4 separate regions of the Mus musculus genome follow, and regions 1, 2 and 3 are each linked to region 4. The links are chromatin contacts, called in public Hi-C maps. All regions are on one chromosome and are shown on one strand. The core of a region is the stretch at or near the end of the contact, and the rest is flanking DNA. Distances in the headings are between cores, read along the strand shown. Region 1 overlaps Dscaml1 (DS cell adhesion molecule like 1). Region 2 has its middle 18 kb from the start of Tmprss13. Region 3 overlaps Tmprss13 (transmembrane protease, serine 13). Region 4 overlaps Dscaml1 (DS cell adhesion molecule like 1).

Region 1 (3,783 bases), core at 737-3,236, 270 kb before region 4:
CCAGTTTACCTGACTGAATAGGTCAGGGGCGACCCAAGTGGCTACCCACAGAGATGCTCTCCAGATGACTGATATCCCCAAACACCTCTTCTTTGTCTCAGCAACCTGCTCGTGACCCTTTCTTCTAGGTGCGCTGACCTGGACGTGTGCTGGGCTGAGCACCTGAGAGGACCACCGTGCTCCCCAGCTTCCAGAGTTCTCTTAAGTCTCATCTGGTAAAATGTGTTGAGGCAGGCTTGAATTGACACACCTCCTCCCTTCCCTTCCGTGGGACAATTAATGAGACCCTAATGTGCAAGCCACCGAAGTAAATAAATACAGATTATTGTCCCGCCCTGCAGGTTTTGGCTGACGAAGCTGTCCCTCTTGCTCAGCAATGGCTTCAATAATGAGCAGTAGCTTTTACAGACCTTGTTCTTGGTTCCCTGAGGCTCTCATCTCCCGCACCCAGGAACCAGGACTTTGGATAAAAATGGGAAGGCTTAAGCGAGGCACAGAGATCCCTTTCTTTAAAATCACACATGCAGAGTTCAGGGTGCTAACATAGCAATTAGGTCAATAAAGTCCTTTCCATAAAACCTGCTAACAAATCACATTCATCGATAATTAGCCCCTTTGAGACTCTCAGCCTGCAGAGACTCCAGTGGATAGTCAGTGGGAGACACAGACCCCGTACTGGGAGGCGAGCCTCTCACTTTCTGAGGAAAATCTCCCTGTGAGGTGACTTTCACTTGGGAAAGAGCAAAGCAGAGGGTCAAGGCCAACTTCTGCACCTCCCATTGCCTTGACCTTGCACAAGGGCACTGATGTCTCACACACTGAGCCTCTGATTTTCCTCTCAGGTGGCTTCCAGGCCTACAGAGCCAGTAGGTTTGAGGACACACAGCTGGCTCTGTGGCTTAGGGCCTGGCTGGGCACCAGAAGTGTCTCAGAAAGATGCACACTTTCTTTCACTTGACCAAAGCTTCCCCATGAATCACAGCCTTCTTCCCTTGCCTGACTCTCTGCCCAAGCCCAGAGATGGTGCCCAGGCTTGTTACAGAGAGAAGTAGCTGGAAAGGGGTGAGAAACTGTCTGAAATAATTCCATCCTTCCCTGGAGACTTGGCGTGAATTTTATCTAATCACCATGGCAACAGATAAAAAAAAAAAGAAAAAGAAAAAAGGTGTGAGCGTATTGCCTTTGCTGTGATAATTCAGATTTATATATTCAGATCAGATTGGAGTTGGAGATTTTTTTTTTTAAGGGAGCAGATGCAGCAGAAGGTGTGACTGCAAATAATGTAACACAAATGTTTGATGATCCTGCCCTTTAAGAAGTGGAACGCAGTTTCCTGCAGTTTTTCCAGAATATAATTATTCCATCAAACCCATTGCAATGAGGGCTCATTACGGGCCTAGAGAATGCAGAGTCACGTCCGTGCCAACAACACGCCTGCGCACACACAAACACACACAAACACGCATGCTTGGCAACTCCTACCCCTGCCCCTACTCTTGCCCTCTGCTGCTGGCTGCCCCCCAGATGCTCTAGAAAACCCCGAGAAGCCTGGGTCAGAAAGCCCTGACCGAAAGGCAAGGAGGAAACAGCTCAGGTGCGGAGTGACCTGAGGTTCCCTCCCTCTCTCTATGCCTAGTCTATTTCCTAGAATATAAGCTCTCAGAGGGCAAGGGCTGCCAATGGCCAGTTCTACTGCAAGTCTGACTGATCTAGGAGGCTAATCAAGGTTTCCATAAACGACAAGAAACTGTTGGTCATTCAAGGTAGCCCTTGGCTGTGTCATCTCACCAAACTAGTCTTCTCCCTCCCAGACCAAGAACTTTTCTCTTGGAAACATCATAGATGTGAGGGGTGGGGTCGTTGGGGGTGGTGAGAATGAGCACCAGGACTTCACTCAGTTTCTTTCACACGTGCCTCACCCACCCCTGGGGAAGGCTGGCGTGCACTCCGCAGCCCTTGCGTTTGGCAGAGTAGACACGCCCTATAGACGCTTCATGCATATTTATTAGCACCATCCGCCCCTCCTCTGCCTGACAGATGTGTAGCAGGTACCACCCTCGTCTCAAGCTATGACAAGTCTTTCCAGTGTTGTCACCTTCCTAAGTCACTGTTCTGGTGGGGACTAAGCCTTCTTCCCACATAGCCAAAGGACAACAATCTCCTAACCTGTCCTTCCCTGGGCCCAGAAAAAAGACACCAGTTTTCTACCTGACTTGCTCACCTGCTGATCCTAGGAAGTGTGATGTATGTAGCCAGAGAGGGAGGGATAGCAAAGTGCCTGAGCATAGGGACCTCTGAGTACTCCTCCTCCTCTCAGCCGGAGAATTATTCTGTCTCAAATATAAATAACTGTTTATCAACATTTTGACCCCCTCCCCCAGCTCAGAGTGGTCATGGGGCCTATGGGGGTGGTGGATGCCTCTGATCAACCCTATCAAATCCAGGCATTCCTAGTGCTGATGATAGAGTCTTTCTATTCTCCCACGTCCATGTTTCCTCCCTAATCAGGACCCCGCTAGGTGAGGGTACTAACTGTAATCATGACTACCACGCTTACATTTATAGGACCCCCCAAGGCATTTTGATGCCTCCTGTTTCTTGGTATTTGGGATTTAGCTGTGGCTCTGCTTGTTGTCCAGGGGCCCCCTCCACCCAGAGCTTTAAGGCTGTGTACACTGTAGACCTGCAGGAGATCCAGCTTAGCCCCACTGTGCTGGGTTCTAGCCCATTAGGAATCCCAGCTAACTGCATGCTGGGCTCATTGCTGCTTTGGGCCTCAGCATCTTGCCAGGGATCCAGACCTCACACCATTTTATCCTAAGCAGATGGTCTTGGTCCAAAGGGAGGTCAGCAGACCTCCCATTCTGCCCTTCCCAAAGACTACTGGGAAAATTCTTATTTAGTCATAGTAAATAGTCATAGCTCTCCAGGGGCGTGGCAGAGCCACGTCCTGTACCCTTACCTGACCCTGGCCCAGACTTAGGTACTCATACAAGGCCTGCCTCCCTCAGTGAAACATAGCTGCTTCTGGCAGAAAACACACACACTCTCTCTCTCTCTCTCTCTCTCTCTCTCTCTCTCTCTCTCTCTCTCTCTCTCTCTCATACACACACACACTGAATGGGAGAGGCAGGCTGCAGATTGTTTGTTTGGGTGTAATTGTTTTACCTGGGAAGGCACAGTTCCTCTTCAGCCGCTGCCTTCCGCATGTCTCCAAACACTCATCCCTGTTCACACTGGATCTGTCCCAGACAAGACCAGCCTCCAGGGGACAGGACAGAGGAGTTTAGTTCTGAGTCTCCACCTTCCCCATCTAGCCACAGTGGGCCTCTGTGAGAGCAGGTAGAGGAAGACTCCAGGACCCCTCCCTTGGAGTTCAGCAGGGCTAACAAGGTGTGTGTATGTGAGGTGAAGGCTGTAGGACCTCAGCTTCCTAGCTCTGGTCTGGAGAGCCTGTTCCTTTAGTCAGGACAGATCCTCCTTGGGACGGTTTGGTATCCATCTTGATACTTTGGGAGTTAGCCAACCCTGCTTGATGTACAGAGATAAAGAACATGAGATGCAGATTCTTTTCTGTCCCCTCTGTGGTTGGTTGTCCCTAACTTTAAATCAGTAAGGTATCTAGGTCCTGGCTTTAGGTACCAGCTCACCTGGGCTGTTACAGTCCTGGCTCCTGCCAATCCATAGCTTCAGTGTGCTGCAAACCAGAGAGGGCTGAAACTACCTCACCTGAGTGTTCATAGGAGGCAGCCAAGGAAAATCAGGTCTTATGATGTGATCCAG
Region 2 (3,520 bases), core at 514-3,013, 440 kb before region 4:
CAAGAAATCAGCCATTCTCCAGTAACAGGCCTGGAAGAACTAGGTATCTCCTGACCTGACTATCAAACTGGCTGGGAGTGAGAGAGTACTTGTTTCCCAGAAAGACACTCACAGCTTCTCAGATCACCTCATGAAACGGAATGAAGCCCAGACAATAATGGATCAGTGGGCGTTCTGACCAGGACTGCTTAGATATGCAAGTTCCTAGCCCTCTGTTTAAATTTCAATTTCACTTTAGGGTTCTGAGATGGACTTGAAGTGGTCACTGGATCTGCCTCTTCCCAATGTGACCACAATGAGCAAATCTCCTTTCTGGTTCTCTCTATTGGTCTGGTTGGGTAGATCTATTTATCTATTGTCTTCTTGGGGTAGAGACTGTGACAGGACTGTGACCCCCCCCCATCTTTTGGTAGCAGTCCCTGCTCTTTGAGAGTCCCAGGAGATGAGCTCAGCTCGGCCCCGGAGGTGATGTCATCTGAGTCTTCTCCGGAGGGACTTCCAAGGGAGCCCTGTGTGAGTTCACTCTGCACTTCTGTTTTCAAACAGCTGCTCTCTGCTCCGGTCTCTGGGTGCCACTCTCAGTTCTCTCTTTGATTCCCACCCAAACCAACAGAGAAGCCAAGTGAAAGAGTAAAAACTCCCTTATGTATGTAATCAATCCACTGAAAACGAAGGTCCAAGGAGAAGCCAGCGTGCCTGTCTCGGGGACCTACACTCCAGCATACACAAGGACATTGCTACCTTTAAAGTCATGTTGACCACCTTGCCCCAAGGGTCTCATGGTAGCGCATCAACCCCAAAGGGACTCACTGTTCACTTCTTCCCCCTCCGTCCTCACTGTTCTCATTGGTTTGTTTTTCTAAGTGTATGAGTGCCTGGCCTGCATGTATGTCTAGTGGGCGTAATGCCCACAGAGGCCACAAGAGGGTGCCAGAGCTCCTGGAACTGGAGTTATGAACAGTTGTGGGCCACCGTATGGCTGCTGGGAATGGAACCTGGGTCTTCTGTAAGAACAAGTGCTCTTGAGCACTAAGCCATCTCTCCAGCCCCCTCTTTGTTGTCTTCCTCTGAAACCTTCTTACCATTCCCATCACCACATAGATTCTTCTACTTTCAGCTAACCACTTTGTTTCCTCTGGATCATTCATTGTTACATCCATTAGTTAATTTGTGAGTCCTCACCTGCCTCCCTCTGTCACATCTCCTGAGAGCATGGCTCTTGCCAATCTGCATACCCCAGGACACCCAAACAGATATGTGCCACCAGGACACTCTAATTTGGTCTAGTGTGGTATACCAAGTGGTACAGAAAAGGGGGACACATGAAGAGGATGCAGATCTAGAGGCAACATTGGGAAGCATTAAGTCTCAGGGACCTGAAGAGTGGCATCGGCTTCCCCAACACCTCACTGGCAAAGCACTGAATTAATTTAGAAAGGATCCCTTAGAGAACTCCGAAAAGTCCGTGAAGATGACAAGATGATGTTTCTTCAAGAGGATGCTCAGGGAAAAGGTCAAAGTGAGAAAATTATAGAGGAAGTGGACTGGGAAGAGGGGTGTCTCGTACTGGGAGCTACAGGGTATGAGGCAACTGAGGAAAACCGGTACTGGGGGTAGCCAGGAGGTGGAAGGAGCAGAGAGCTTTTCCGAATGCTGTCACTAGGTGGCGCCCGAAGACAGAAACTGGAAGGCAGGACATTCACGCGAGCGTGCAGATTCTCCAAGTCACTTCCCCGGAAATGACTCAGCAGGGATGACTTCAGCAGGTGGGGTTCTTCCGCTTGCGACCCAGGCTGCACGACGTTACATCAGGCACTGGGTGCAGAGGAAGTGGGCTTCTCATTTCATTCACGGAGTACCCACTCTTCACTCATCATCAGTCCAGTCCGGGTTCTTTTGTATCTGGGCAATGTCGTGAGAGCATCTGACTGATCCCTGCACGGAACAACGTGAAGTAAATGGATGACAGAGTGGAAAACACTCTAAGCCAGCCCAGCCCAGCCTCGCTCACAGTTCTAGCGCATGCTCTCTCTCCTCTGAAACCAGGCATCACTAGTCAACTTCACCCTGTGCCTGGCATTTATGACACACTGCCCTACAGACTGAGTCCATATCTTATCTCCCTGACTGTGGAATGTAGCATGTGCTGGTCATATCTCATTAATCACTTTTATCTCATGAACATCCCTCCCCAACACTCAGCATAATATCTGGACCACTGGCCTGTTTGGTAAAGATCTGATGATGATGGTGGTGATAATAAAGGGGGAGGAGGAAGAAGCAGAGGATGGAGGAGGAAGAGGAAGAAGAGGAGGAGGAGGTGGAGGAAGAAGAAACCATAGGCCATCGCCAATGAGGTAGTTACTTGCCTAGCAAGTCCTACACATCATAGATATTAACGATGACAAAGGTCACTGGAGCAGGGAGGGGAGGTGCCTGGGCTGGCTGTGAGGGTACTCAGCAGCTCTACTCCCAGCATCATATCTTAGGCAGGAAGTGGTACAGAGAATCCCCATAGCAAGGCCTTTACCACCCCCATTGCTAACAGAGCAGTTTGGGTCCTACTGGACTACGACTCCATCATTATATCCTACTGGGCTGCAGTCTCGTAATAGAGGAATGCAAGGCCTAAAAATCAGTATTGAGACGTCCAAGATACCTGCCATCTGTGCAACACTGAGTCTGCACCTCTGTCTACACAGTAGCTGTTGTGCTTTATAAAAGAGAGCCAGGATATGTTTGATAGAACCAAGTATGGTACAGTGGGAGGGGGCCTTGGTGGGCCTGTGCTGTGACATCCCTTCTCTCTGAGGTACCAGCCATAGGACAGGTATAGTGTGGACAGAGTTTATTTATGCGTGGGAAGGGGGGTTGGGAAGGGAGTAGAGACAGAGAAAGACAGGGGGTAGAGGGAGAAGGAGAAAGGGGTCAGCGAGAGAAGAGAGTCAGGGGTGGGGGCAGAGTGAGCAAGGAGCGACCAAACAAAGTCTTTAAGAACAAGCCAGGCCTACCTGGCTGTTGCTAGGTAACTGTTGGGCGGAGCCTAGAAGGAATGCTAACAGGGGCCATGCCACTGTACCCCATTGTGTACTTTCCAGTTCAAGGCGAGGGTAGGCGGTGTGAATGTGCATGCTGATAGCTGACCAGGGCCAGAGGGGGAAGGAGGAGGTGGTTACCAAAAATACCCGGATACAAGGCTTGCTCAAGCCCAGCCGTCTGTACAGGCAGCTTCCTAAGTTTGAGGCTGGAGATCTCATCCTTTACCAATCCGATGCCATCTTTTGGGCTTACTTTACTATTAAAACGGATAATGAGGCAGAGACAGGCGGATTTCTGAGTTCGAGGTCAGCCTGGTCTACCAAATGAATTTCAGGACAGCCAGGGCTATACAGAGAAACCCTGTCTTGAAAAAAAAAACAAAAAACAAAAAAAAAAAAACAAAACAAAAACAAAAACAAAAACAAAAACAAAAAACAAAAAAAAAACCAAAAACCTGATAATGAGATTCAATAAGGAAAGC
Region 3 (3,435 bases), core at 639-3,138, 390 kb before region 4:
TGTGAGTTACCATGGGAGCAGGTCTCTGCTACGGTCAGGGAGTTGTGTCTGGTGTGAGGGTGCGTGTCCCACCATGTTTGGGTTTGGACACAAATGCGGTGCCCTCTACTCCCAGGAGGCTAGGGTCTGGGTCCTGGGGGTGCGGCTGATGGGTGTGAAGCCTTTCACAATCTCATTGGCTTCCTATCCTTTCTCCTCACGTTCACCTCACTGAAGAGAAGACATCTCCCTTCCTCCGAGAGGTTCAGGTCAACCTCATTGACTTCAAGAAGTGCAATGACTACTTGGTCTATGACAGCTACCTTACCCCAAGGATGATGTGTGCCGGGGATCTACGAGGAGGGAGGGACTCCTGCCAGGTGAGGTCCTTGTGGGTGGGGCTCAGGTCTCATGACCCTGGAGGTGGGAGAAGTTGGAGTGGTAGGATCAATATGGAGGTCAGAGAGTAGAGAGCCGCTCTTTCCTGACTTGGACCCATCCCCCTCCCTTTTGCACCAGACCGACTCACCCTCTGGCTCTTCCTTGCAGGGAGACAGTGGAGGACCTCTCGTCTGTGAGCAGAACAATCGCTGGTACCTGGCAGGTGTCACCAGCTGGGGCACAGGCTGTGGCCAGAAAAACAAGCCTGGTGTGTACACCAAAGTGACAGAAGTACTTCCCTGGATTTACAGAAAGATGGAGGTGAGCGCTCAGCTCAGGGATAGAACCTGGAGGAGGGTGGAGGGTGTTCAGACAAAGACCATCTGAGCTATGTGCATTTGAGGATGTCCAAGACAGGACTAGATGTCAGTCATGGGATCGATCAGTCCAAGGTGTCAGTTTTCCCTCCTTTTGCTCCCTTGGAAAAGAGCTGGCAGTGTTGTAGAAGGGTGAACCTTGGTATGTTGTCAACACCAATATAGTTCTCCTCTCCTAGTGATACCCAAAGGTATCCAAAATGACCACTAGAGTGTGCTAGGAGGTTGCCTTCCATGGCATGAAAGTTGCCCCTCAGGAAATGATGGATCTGCTCTGCTGGCTCAGCTCAGCTCAACCCTGCTTCCTTACTGTTCTCCAGCCTACAACTGTAAAGCCCAGTGCTGAGGCCAACCCTCCCTCTCTCTGTGGGCAAGATGATACAGGAGTCAGAGGGAAACTGCATCAGACCGCCCTGCCATAAGCCTCGGAGTGCACTCCCTCTCTCTCAGAGAAGATGCTAACTAGCATTCAGCTGGACTGTACGGGAAGCCCTGGTCTCTCTAGTCCTTGAGTTTCTGTGTTTCACGCTTACCCTGTTTTCTGGTCTCTTCCTCAGAGTGAGGTACGATTCCGGAAATCTTAACCATGTCCTCCTCACGTTGCTGACTGCTATGAAGATCCTGGGCACAGGGATGGGCCATTTGCAGCATCTGGACCAGTGACCACCAGGCACCTTTGTTTCTTCCACCTCTGCTGTCTGCTGTCTCTGGGAGAGTGTGTATGTGGTGTGTATGTGTTTGCATCGTGTGTGTGTGTGTGTGTGTGTGTGTGTGTGTGTGTGTGTGTGTGTGGTGTGGTATGTTACTATTATAAATTCTTCAGAAAACAGGAAAACTCAGCTCTTCTCAGAATCCCAGGCTGGAGATCTGGAGTTAAGAGTTTGGGCACCAGGTGTGTTCCTACGAGTCCATAAGTGTGAAGGTGGAGCCAAAAATGAGCCTGGGCAGGACTTGGAACATGACAACAGCAGTTGTCGCTCTTCTGACTCTGACTTGAAGGCCAGCCAGGATTGGTCAGACACCCAACAGCCAGTAACACCATTGCTGTGCTGGGACAGCAGCAAGTTTTGTCAGGGGCTGTCTTGTCGGTGCCCGGACCATCTGTCCTCCGTGGAAAACCTTTACCATCTGTGAGCAAGCATCCGGCCCTCTCTGTCACTTGCAGCTGCTGTGGGCTCCAGAGCTGGGCTCTGCTGTAGCTGCCCATCTCTAGGTAATGACTGTGACTCAGGCTTGCTGTGCCTTTGGTCACAAGCTGTTGGGATGAATTTTATTTTTATATTTAAAATATAGAAATAGATGTAACTTTAAGGCGTCTCCAAAAATCCTAGGGACCTTGGGAGGTTTTTTTTTTTTTTTTTTTTTTTTTTACATGAATTACTTCATGAACTCCAAGGGACCCATGGGAGTTGCAGCATCCTATAATATATTATACCACTGAAGCATCCTGTGATATATTACTGGCTTCATGAAATCAGGTGAAGTGCCTTGATGAAATCCTCAGGACAGACACCTCCAGGTCAGTGGAGAGACTAGGGACCTTTGAAATACTCAGGGAAGAAAACCCTCCTTTGGGTTGACAGAAAAATCCAGTGCATACTGGTCTAGCCTCCAAGGACTATAGCCAGCCAGAAGAAATAAAGATGTGTGTGCTGCCCTGGTTCGCCTCCTGGGACCTCTGAGGAAGTCCACACATACAGCATCGTTTACACCCAAGGGCTGACAATGAAGTCTGCTTCTGTCATCCTTCATCTTTTGACTTTGTACTGACTTAAAAGGCCATGAAGAGAATGCAAGACCTGTCCTCAGAACTTCTAAACAGCCCTTGTGAGTGGCCTCAGTTGGCCATTCTCCTGGTCTTCCCTGGGCCTTTTCTCTTGGTTACCTGTTGTTACTCAGCTCCACTCTCTTCAGCCTTCCTTGGGCCTACCAGACTTCTGTGATACTGAGTCTCGGAGGCAAGTTCAAGGAGATCAGACCAGCTCAGGACAGCTCAGGCAAGCTGGAGGTCACTGGAGTGGTTGGGCAGCATCAGACAGGGCTGAGACACAAGGGAATCTCTTCAAGGCTGGGAAGGAGGCGGGCAGCATCCATGTGTGCAGAAGATCCCAGCAATGAGCTTCCATAATAAAATCGTGTGGCACAAAGAAGTTGTTGGGTGCTTCATTGATGACGTAGGTAGAAACATCAAGATGGCCTGCACTCTGCCCCAGTGCCCAGGCATCTTGGACATGATTCTTCTTGACTTTCTCATCTTTGGCTTCTGCTCACCCATTTGCACATCTGTTCTTTGATTCCTTCCCCAATGAGAGCAGAGCTCAGTGGTGCCAGGTACTGATGCTAAGTCCAGACAATCCACAAGCAGTACAGCACTCTCTAGTCTTTGTGATGGAAGGGATGCTTAAGTGTGGGTACCACACTTGGAACATGGACATATGAGCCACCGGCCTCATCCAGAGAGGAGAAGTTTGAAGTGAGTTTTAAAGAGGAAGTGAACATTCCTAAAGTAGATGTGGCATGGGGCAGGCACTCTAGGGTCAGACGTTTCCCCTCGTCCTCTGCCTCTGCCTTTGTTATCTCAGCAAGAAGGGTGCTTATAAGCCCCAGTGATGACCTAGTTCTTTACAAGAGGGATGCGTCGGTGGCCTTTTCTACAAGATCTACTCCTCCATGCTTCTCCCTAACTTTTGCTGTTGTT
Region 4 (3,670 bases), core at 1,118-3,617:
GAAAGGTACTAAAATCTTGGTAAAATGCTGCCATCTCTCTGAATGTGGTGGTTTGGTACCTATAGTCCTAGAATCTTGGTAAAATGCCATTATATCTCTGGATGCAGAGATTCAACGCCTGCAGTCTAGCTCGGGGAGACTGAGACAGGAGGCAGTCATCAGTCTGAGGATCTGAAGGCCAGCAGATTCCTGGACTCCTGGACAAGCCAGCCTCGGCTAATGGTGAAGCCCAGGACCCAGTGAGAAACTCCATCTCAGCCAGAACACACAACAATGTGCACAGCTTCTGAGAAAAAAATACCGAAGTATTGGCCTCTGACCCACACACATACTCACATACTCCCACACAAACGTGTGAGAATACACACAGATATAGACATGCACACACACACACATATGCAAATGTGCACACACACACACACACACAAAGAAAATGACCTTTTAGCAAAAGACATACTTTCCTGCCCTAGGTAAACACAAATGTAGTCTCAAGTTCACACTGACACACAAGCACAATGCACTTACTATCTACCTGCACATATATGTATATGCACACACAAGCATGCATGTGTGCACACATACACACACACAGACAGACACACACACCCAGACACACAGACACACACAGACATACACAGAGACACACACACACTCACACACACACAGAGACACACACACACTCACACACACACAGAGACACACACAGAGAGAGACACACACACACAGAGACACACTCCATCAGAGACACACACACACACAGACATACACACACACACAGAGACACACACGCAGACACACACACACACACCCAGACACACAGAGACACACACACACACTCACATACACACACACCCAGACACACAGACACACACAGACATACACAGAGACACACACACACAAACACACACCTCTACACCCACAGAAAATGAGCACAGAGAACTGCACTCTAATTTTCAAAGAATTGTGCACTCCTTGCCTCTGGGTGACTCAGCGTCACAGCCCAGAAGAGACAAGGTTGTAGATTCCTAATTTGCAAAAGAACTAAGCTCCCCAATCTGTTGGGAGGAAGAGCTCAGGCCACACGGGTTCCCTGCCTGGTAAGGACAGCAAGCACCCTGGGCATGGCACCGCCCTCCAGTCTTGCACTGTCGTGAACTCACCAGTCCCCAGATGCCCTAGCCCAAAAGGGCTCAGAGTGGCTCTGCACCTGTCCCCAACAGGAACTGTGCACAAGGTTAGTCACAGCATCACTCGCCCACCCCTCCTGGGGAAGGCAGGAAGGACGGTGATGAGATACCTGCTCACATTATAAGGATATATGTACCTTCTCCCATCATTTCCCTGCAGACAGCCTGAGGCCAAGAAAAGGACGTTCCTTTTGTCCTGTTACAAGTCCTTGGGTCCTTCAGCTCTCCCATTGGCCATGGAGAATGTCCCTCGGTGACATCTATCTCTCAGCACATGTGTGCATCCGCACAGCCATGTGCAGGAGAGCCTGTGTTGCAAGATCTCACGACTGCAGAGATAACTAATTACCAGCTCCCTCTGGCCTCAGGGCCCCCATCTGTTCCAGGAACTGTTCCCCCTCCTTGGACTTGCGCCCTGATCTCAGAGGGGCCCTAGTGCTCTCCTCTCCCCCATTCCCTGCGGCTGGCCAAAAAAATAAAATAAAATAAAATGAAAGTCAGCCCCATCCGGCCGATGCCAAGGAAGAGGCTGACAGGAGGGCTACAAACTAGCGCTTATCAAAAGCGCCTTCTCAAATTCATTTCAATATCTGAGCCTCTGGTTTCCAAGGCAACATAATCTTTTCATCAAAGCAACTGGTGAAACCACTGGGATCTGATATTGTTTTGTTGGCAACTTGTCAAAACTGTCATTTGGTTAAAAAAATGTTATAGATTTATGTAACCTACAAATATATATAGCGATCCATACTACTAATAATCACTAATAAAGTACTGCCCAGTACAACTCTCCCCACTGCCTCTCTACCCCATCCTGAGAAGGAAAGAGTGTAATTAGGTGGCAGGGCGGGGAGGTGACTAGGCAGGGGACAGGCTGGAGGGCTGGCTACAGCCCTAACAAGGCAAAGGCAGTCATTTGGCTTCTCCACAGAACCTTTCTCTTTGCATGTGGTCTTCCTGGGACCCCAAGTCCCTCATTCTCCTTTCTCTGACTGCCTCTCATCATTTACTCAAAATACCCATATGTGTTGGCCTGTAGCCACAGCTACTAAAGCCTATATAACCGAGAGGGGTACCAAGGTTGGCCTACAAATACTGCAGGACTAGCTCCATCAGCTCCCGGGGTTGAGCCCAGCACAGTACTGTCCACTGCCTTTCTCAGGCTGGGAAAGAGCGTGCTGGACAGATCCTGTCCAAGGACACCAAGGACAATGGCAGGCAAGGGGCCAAGGCACGGTTTCTGTTTCATAGTGTGACTTTGTCTCCGCCCACAGGCTCCCAGCGAGTACGAGACCAGTCCTGAACAGCTCTTCTACCGGATCGCCCACCTGAACCGGGGACAGCAGTACTTGCTATGGGTGGCTGCGGTCACCTCTGCAGGCAGGGGGAACAGCAGCGAGAAGGTCACCATTGAACCTGCTGGCAAGGGTGAGAAGCCTGTGCCTAGGGTCTGATAGAAGCTTCCAGAAGCTCATTTGCAGAATTCTGGCTCCTCCCAAATAGGTGCTGCGTCCCTTCCCCAGTACTTTGGCTGTGGGGAGATGGCCAGTAGTCTCCCTTCTGCATCCACCAAAGAATAACCCTCTGCTGCCCCCTGACTCTGGAAAAGTCACACAACAAGCTACAATCAGGCCCTTGCTTGAGGGCTATACTGTTAACTCTCCTCTGACTTGAGATTCCCCCTCCAGCCCCCATCCACAGCAGAGCCTTGGTCTTAGCACTCAGCTCCTGAATGAGGAGCATCTCAGGATATGGGATACATGGATGCTTCCATGGGGCCTTTGGGACTCCAGAGAAAGCCTCATGCTGCAACCAGAAAGTGCAGGCTCAGTGCTCCTTTACCCGCCAGCAGGCTGGGGAACAAGACCTTCTCAGGGCAGGCCTCACTGATCCCTGATCTGGGCATGAGGGACTGCCCATAGGTATTCCCAATCTTTGAAGAGAATGATAGCTCTGAGGTCCTACCCAAAACTCAGTATCACTCACACAATGGAACAATGGCCTCTTGTCTGTCTTGGCCAAGGGGCAGAAGAACTGGCAACAGTAAGCTTCAAGTCTTCCAGTATCTCCAGCCTCTAGGCACCTTCCTCTTGCCCTGCCCCTTCCCTTCCCCAATCAATCCCAAGCTCACCTGACTCTCCCAGGCCTGGCTTGCCTTGGAAGGAGAGAAGCCTCCCTGTTGTCCACAGAGACAGAGCCAGCAAGCCTCCACCTGAGGGTCCATGGTAAGCCATGGGCTCACCCTTGCAGCCTTCCATCCAGCTGCACGGCCTGGCCATCCCAGACAGCTGAGATGTGCCGTGTTGAGCCTTGCAGCTCTGAGTCAGAGCTCCTTGCATATCACTGTCTCCACATCCTCACCTCCTTACCTCCTTCTCGGGGTACCACCTATCCTTTCTCCAGATCTCACCTCCTTCAGAAGCAAAGGAGCCTAGAGTCTTCCCCCTTCCCAGGACAAGGCCCTAGGTCCTGAGCTCTTGGCA

The links. A called contact is a pair of places that touch in the nucleus more often than the background predicts.
Region 1: a Hi-C map of forebrain shows a contact between it and region 4, with 4 times the contacts expected there. The contact joins two enhancer-like sites. A contact is called at or near these places in 1 of 484 Hi-C or Micro-C datasets (forebrain) and 3 of 115 datasets of contacts at active chromatin or transcription factors (embryonic basal ganglia, oligodendrocyte precursor cells and stem cell-derived neural progenitor cells).
Region 2: a contact with region 4 is called in a Hi-C map of cerebellum, with 3 times the contacts expected there. The contact joins two enhancer-like sites. A contact is called at or near these places in 3 of 39 promoter capture datasets (cranial neural crest, embryonic stem cells and second pharyngeal arch cranial neural crest), 1 of 15 datasets of contacts at CTCF or cohesin (embryonic stem cells), 40 of 484 Hi-C or Micro-C datasets (the AtT-20 cell line, the HL-1 cell line, the N1E-115 cell line and 20 more), 5 of 115 datasets of contacts at active chromatin or transcription factors (astrocytes, embryonic basal ganglia, embryonic stem cells and 2 more) and 2 of 9 other capture datasets (adipose tissue and pancreatic islet).
Region 3: a Hi-C map of cerebellum shows a contact between it and region 4, with 2.2 times the contacts expected there. The contact joins two enhancer-like sites. A contact is called at or near these places in 4 of 484 Hi-C or Micro-C datasets (the N1E-115 cell line, cerebellum, muscle stem cells and 1 more).

Annotation. Positions count from the first base shown.
Region 1 is chr9:45,469,930-45,473,712 of GRCm38.p6, forward strand. The region is part of intron 3 of Dscaml1 (DS cell adhesion molecule like 1); the gene reads left to right. Among named protein-coding and RNA genes, the nearest start is that of 4833428L15Rik, 41 kb to the left of the region's middle. Within about 2 kb of position 1,987, at least 33 of the 459 cell types and tissues checked have an H3K27ac peak or open chromatin away from gene starts, as enhancers often do. A contact at or near this core is called in forebrain, where this site is marked.
Region 2 is chr9:45,298,893-45,302,412 of GRCm38.p6, forward strand. No RefSeq gene overlaps it. Among named protein-coding and RNA genes, the nearest start is that of Tmprss13, 18 kb to the right of the region's middle. Within about 2 kb of position 1,764, at least 318 of the 459 cell types and tissues checked have an H3K27ac peak or open chromatin away from gene starts, as enhancers often do. A contact at or near this core is called in the AtT-20 cell line, the N1E-115 cell line, cerebellum and 2 more, where this site is marked.
Region 3 is chr9:45,344,698-45,348,132 of GRCm38.p6, forward strand. It overlaps Tmprss13 (transmembrane protease, serine 13), which reads left to right. Exons shown (of 13, transcript NM_001013373.2): 11 at 217-359; 12 at 529-681; 13 at 1,295-2,884. The coding sequence ends at 1,321. Among named protein-coding and RNA genes, the nearest start is that of Fxyd6, 24 kb to the right of the region's middle. Within about 2 kb of position 1,889, at least 6 of the 459 cell types and tissues checked have an H3K27ac peak or open chromatin away from gene starts, as enhancers often do. A contact at or near this core is called in cerebellum and muscle stem cells, where this site is marked.
Region 4 is chr9:45,738,019-45,741,688 of GRCm38.p6, forward strand. It overlaps Dscaml1 (DS cell adhesion molecule like 1), which reads left to right. Exons shown (of 33, transcript NM_001081270.2): 21 at 2,462-2,615. Among named protein-coding and RNA genes, the nearest start is that of Cep164, 89 kb to the right of the region's middle. Within about 2 kb of position 2,368, at least 49 of the 459 cell types and tissues checked have an H3K27ac peak or open chromatin away from gene starts, as enhancers often do. A contact at or near this core is called in the AtT-20 cell line, the N1E-115 cell line, cerebellum and 3 more, where this site is marked.